Regions from separate parts of the Mus musculus genome. Here region 2 is linked to region 1. A link is a contact called in public Hi-C data. All regions are on one chromosome and are shown on one strand. The core of a region is the stretch at or near the end of the contact, and the rest is flanking DNA. Distances in the headings are between cores, read along the strand shown.

Region 1 (3,181 bases), core at 613-3,112:
AAACATGTGGCATACTGCACAGTGCCTCAGCCTGACACCCTGGACTACCTGCTAGGGAAGCAGGGACTGGTAGAGAGCCCCATGCAAGCCCAGCTTAATGCCTGAAGCTGACAATCACATGTGAGAAAATAAACAAACAAACGCACTTGAGTTTAGATGGAAGATGTACTGGAACAGAAAGGATACAAGCTAAATTCTCCAAACTAGAAGTTTCATAATTCTTTCTGAATGGAAAATGAAGTATTTATGTACATCTAAGCCTAGCTGTTAACAGCAACATGATAAGGTCAGTAAACTTTGCTCAAAGGGTCCATAGGTAATTATTTTTATGATAGCTCAATAAAATAGCATCACACATAAAACTGACGTGAGCATGAATTGGTAAGAACCTTCTGGAAGGTTGCCATATGTAGGTATTTACAAGTCAGTTTGAATTTTTTTCTCAATAGGTTTAGTTCTAGGCATCTGTTCATATTATTGGAAACAGATAAAAATCTATGTTAAAAGATACATTTAGAGCTGGTGAAAAGGCTCAAGACATTTGTTGCCACTTCTAAAGACCATAATTTGATCCTTGGAATCCATATGGTAGAAGGACTGACTCCTTAGTTCGTCCTCTGACTTACACCTGTGCCTTGATTCAGGTTCTAACCTACAAACATGTACACAATATACAGATTAAACAATAAATAAATAAACATAGAAGATAATTGTATGGTACTGAAAAATTATAAGAAATTTGAATGTCTTATGAGAGAAAATAAGTAATGTATATCAAGCCATATAAACTAGTATTTTCTGCAACTCCTGATATACCTTAAACATTTAAAATTTTATGGAATCTTTAAATGTATAGGATAATTGTACATTATGCAAGTGTGTATAATTTAAAGTGCATAGGGTAGTGACAATGAAGATATAAAAATAGAATATATACACATAAAAACTAAGACGTTGGACCTTGAATCTAACATCTAAAATCTGTTGAATAAGAGTATTTATTAACTATTTAAAAACTATTATTAACTATTTTACTCTACTTAGGTTCATAAATAGCTAACTGTTGATTATAAACTTTATTTTTATAGTAATAAAATATCAATTGTTAAGGTAGAGGTAAAAGAAACTTTACAAAGTGCCATATGGAAGTAGTAAATCTATCTCTTCTTTGAGAAATAGATTAATTCAATCACACATCAACTCCACTAGGTGTGCCTACAGAGAACACACTCTGTCTCCTCATCAGGGTACACACAGGGTCGTTGTCATCCCATTACTCTAGGATCTACACAGTAATTCAATAACACATTTTTAATCATTTTAGTAAAACTTATTTAAATTATGCAGAGTGAAATGACAGCAAGAACAACTCAGGACTGAAAATCTGTTGTATCTAGTACAGACTAATTTATTCACTAAACCAGCAAGATTCACTGAGCATCTACTGTGTGCAAGCGGATGCATTTATCACCACCATGTGTTAAAAAAATAGAGCACGACACATAAAATTTATGTCATGTTTATTCTTTCATACTGTGAAGTGAAAACTTACATATATGTAGCACTGACTGACAGCTCAGACTCATTAGCATGCATCACTTACAAATTACACTCACGAATTATTTTAAATATTTACATTTTTTATTTATGTGATTTGCTTCATGTTAACAGTGATCTGGCATAAAAGGAGATCAAGGAAACACTGACCAATGTAGGGTGGGGGGTATGTAAGACTGCCTTAGATTATGCAGAGCTACCTGAAACACATGGACAATTATTAACAGACTAGAGTTATTTATCAGCCACTTAAGTAAATAGTTAGTTACTTGTTAATCCTTCCAGAAGACACTGTTATTACATCACCAGGGAAAGAAAATGAGACAGGGCAGACCATTTCTGCTAGGCAGATAAAATGGTACCGCTCACAGAGTCTCTAACTAGTCAGTTTCAATCTGGGCTAGAGTCATAAATTTTATTCCCTCTAAAGTCAGTCCTACGCAATAGTTACAAGGTTGATGTCAACTGGGTCCATTCTTGTGATGTGGTGACAAATAAACAACCAGCAATTCCTGTGATCCCTGGCCCTAGCCCAGGTGTACAGTGTTCTGGGCAGTACCAGAGTTACCAGGTAGGATGATTAAGTGCTTAGAATTTGCCACCAGACAATTAGATTTCAGGAAGTTCCATATTCCCTGTATTTAGAACAGTGATTATCTAAATATCCTACAGGATTATTTACGGTGCTTCCCTTTATGGGCCTATAACAAAACAAGCACAGTCCCCGGCATGGCATAAAGTAAGCATTTCCTTACAGGGCCCTGCTAGTGGCATCATAGTTGCACAAAAGGGAGAGGATATCGTATTGTTATAAACTAAGGAACTAAACTAAACCAAAATCCAAAAGATAAAGAAAGCCTACTGGGCACAAAACACTATAGCCAAAAACTGATACAAGAGGCAGTTGTGAGCTAGATGTTTAGGGAACAGTTTCCATGAAACAATACATGAATAATACCCCCCATACCAACACAACCCAGCATTGAAAGTACTGTCCTTATTACTGAAGAGAACAACAGTAGAGTGTACTGTAAAGATAGAGAGTATTTTACCTTTAGTATGTGTACAAGTTCGATTTCTTTATTTCTATGAAATACTGTCTAAAACAAATTTTGGTAAGGGAAAAGTTTGTTTGGATTACAGATGACAGTCCATCATCCTGGGAAGCTAAGGCAGGAACTGAAGCAGAAGCTATAGGACAGAGCACAGTGTTGTAGTGATTACTGGGTGGTTTCCTCAAGGTTACTAAGCTATCTTTCTAGGCTAGAGCCATCACTGCTCACAGTGCACCGTGCCCCGCTTTATATCAACTAGTATTTGAAATACTTCACAAATACAGACACATGCCCCAACTGAGGTGTGCTGCTCCCAGATCTGTGAAGTTAACAACTAAGATTAGCCATTATACTTAGTATAAAATTTTTCTGACTATGTCTTTCTGTTGACTTCTAGTTAGCACAATTCTCCTATGAAAATTTAATGGGCCCAGATACATGTTGTAGAATAGAGAAATGTTTTTGCTCTTTACTTGTAGAGTCGAATTAGAGATGCCTCTTGAACTATTAGTAAAGAAAGTTGCTAACTCACTCAGGGCATTAAAATGGTCTCATCTGGGGCCCAGGAA
Region 2 (2,761 bases), core at 102-2,601, 100 kb before region 1:
TAATGAAATGTTCCACTGCAGTGTTTATGCTGGAGTACTTTTAAAGGCATTTTCGTAGTGATGTTTCTCTCAGAACTCCAGAAGGGGTTTCCACTTCCTAAAAATATTTAGTAGACCATGCAGAGTCCATGCCGCCTCATTACTGTGACTGTTTAGACTTGCAGCTAATGATGAAATAGACTTAACAGTAGTCACTTACGGTTTCAATGTGGTCTTTAACATCACTGTGAACTGACAAGAATTAGAAAGCCAGCCAGGCAGACATGCTGCACTGTGCTAGCATGTGACCAGGCTTAATGTAGTGTGTATAGTCTAGACATAGAAACACAATGTTGGTTAGTTTTTTGGGTCAGAGTACCTGTAAAACTGAATAGTTGTTTCTCCAGAGTCAACTATATTTAGGAAAATAACAATATACCTATTGCTGAAATTCAAGTTATAAAATCACACATTTCCAATACCTTTTTCTTGTATAGTGTCAGTTTGTTCATCTAAAAGTCAAAGAGGGTGGCCTCCTTGATAGCCATTATCAGTTCTAGCACTAGAAGTGATATTATATGTATAATATCACTCACTTTATATTCTTAAACAAACAAAACAAATCCCACTACATTGGAGGAATTGTTTAGCAGGCAAAGAAATGAAAATGAAGTTCACTAAATTAGCTATATTTTATTACAATTGAAATTAAGACATTGTGCCTTGATTTACCACATATAGTTATCTCATCTCCCAAACATTAGCAATGGTGAAAGGCATAGCTATTAAGACTATTATAACTAAGTCTTAATTATTAAAGCCAAGATGTAAACTGTGGTAATGAACTGAGAATTGACTGGAGCACAGACTCCTGCTAAACTACTATGGGATACATTTTGCCAAAATGCCAATTCTTGTACAGTAATTTTAAAGCACAAATACACAAAGAGAATGGTTATTTCCTAAAACTAAAGTAAAATAAGTATGCTAAACAGTTTGGTTATTTTCAAGAAATCAGATCATATACCTAAAAGTCTTTTTAAAAGAGTTATTGATCTGATTTCTGTTGGATAATTCCAAGAATACCTTGTTTTCTTCCCAAATTAGATAAGAACATTCAACACAGACACTGAATTTAATGAATGCCAACAGCTTTCCCCATTACTTTTAAAATTTGATTATATAATACTTCTGTGAACACTAACAGATAAAACTATCAGAACACATGAATCAGAAGCAGAGTCTCACAGGAACAGTTTCTAGTAATTCTAGAATATTAATCTGACTGAAGGGTCAGTCACAAGTAAACAGTGTGGCACAGTGTTTCTAGAATAAAGAGATCTCATTACATAACCATGGATTTATCTCCTGTCTGGAAGCAACCCAGAAAGTAACTTATTCCCTTATACAAGAGTGGAGACAGAGTAAGAGAGGGACTAGTAAGACACACACTTTCACTCTAAGCATGAAGAATTGTCCAAAATCAGTGAGAATGAGCGTATGTGATCACATTACAGCCTCTTTAATAATGGGGCTATTGTAGCATATGGACACTAAAATGAGCACAAGGAGTCTCTGTTGTGCCCAATACTGCCATTATCCACTTGAACCATCTTGCCAAGTTGCTTAACATTTAGGTACACCAGGGCTTTGCTTCTGTTTGTCTGAAGTGGAAAGATCTAGATCTCTAAGTTCCCTTCCAACGGTGGCACTTTATGTCAACTTGTTTATAAATTCAAGTAATAATTAACCTTGTATCAATTGTTATATAACAGTTACTAATCTAAGTGAATGACATATTCACAGCTCAAACTAACACAGTTAAGACAGTCTCTTTATATTCATCTTTCTAAAATACAAGAGTACATATATAATTATATTTACTCATTCTTTACATTTTAGAAGTATTTATTTTTCAATGCTCATCAATTATTTATAAAATTCAATTTAATCATTAAATAAATGTATATGGTATACTCTGGTCAAATCTAGAGTTTTGTTATCTACTCCTCACATGGTCGTCATCCCCCCAAATCACCTTAATAACCTTGGCCATATTCCTCATATTGGAAATACAAAAATGCTCCTGGCTGTATTATAGCAGATCTCAGAGTACAAATGATTTACAGACTTCTATTGCTTATGTTCCCTTAACTAGTTCTGAAAACCATTTTAACAGACAATAAAGTTAGTTGGCCATTGACTGGTCTTTTATGAGTGAAAACAAAGCCATGAGAACGATGGACCCCAGGTCCTAGCCCTTTCACTCGGAGACACTTTCCAAGCTTGCCGCCTTCGCTGGGATCTGCTGATCACTAAGGCCAGACAGTAGGAAGCCAGGGTGCACACACTGGAAAATTAAAGGTCATTAGAAAGGGATGGTGAAGGTCAAGAGGAAGTCCCTAGGCCTATCACAAAAGTCTCACTAGAGGGTGCTCTTGGGCTTTTATGAGTTCTCCAGTCTTCAAAAATAAAATCAAGTATTGCTTGGAGAACATAGTCTGCTTCAGCATAAATTGGACTCCATTATGGAATCCAGATCTTCTACTTCAATACAGATATAAAGATGTAAAAAAAACCCAAACCTTTCACTTGTAGTCATCTTGTTCTATGGGTTGTATACATAAGATTTCAGAAGATCTTTGGGGTCTCCAGGTCGACATTCCAGTAACACTGAACATATACTCAAAATCCCTTTTTACTTTCTTTTTCTTTTTTTTCATTTACTTATTTATTCATTTTACATACCGATGACATTTTTAACAGCTGTTTTTTTTAAAAA

The links. Hi-C and Micro-C count contacts between places; a contact is called where the count stands out from the background.
Region 2: a Hi-C map of liver shows a contact between it and region 1, with 3 times the contacts expected there. The contact joins two enhancer-like sites. A contact is called at or near these places in 5 of 39 promoter capture datasets (the HPC-7 cell line, embryonic stem cells, hippocampal neurons and 1 more), 8 of 484 Hi-C or Micro-C datasets (liver, nephron progenitors and peritoneal macrophages) and 1 of 115 datasets of contacts at active chromatin or transcription factors (intestinal villus epithelium).

What each region holds. Positions count from the first base shown.
Region 1 is chr16:43,068,747-43,071,927 of GRCm38.p6, reverse strand. The region is part of intron 2 of Zbtb20 (zinc finger and BTB domain containing 20); the gene reads right to left. Among named protein-coding and RNA genes, the nearest start is that of Gm25873, 56 kb to the left of the region's middle. Within about 2 kb of position 1,862, at least 18 of the 459 cell types and tissues checked have an H3K27ac peak or open chromatin away from gene starts, as enhancers often do. A contact at or near this core is called in liver, where this site is marked.
Region 2 is chr16:43,168,306-43,171,066 of GRCm38.p6, reverse strand. The region is part of intron 2 of Zbtb20 (zinc finger and BTB domain containing 20); the gene reads right to left. Among named protein-coding and RNA genes, the nearest start is that of Gm25873, 43 kb to the right of the region's middle. Within about 2 kb of position 1,351, at least 16 of the 459 cell types and tissues checked have an H3K27ac peak or open chromatin away from gene starts, as enhancers often do. A contact at or near this core is called in liver, where this site is marked.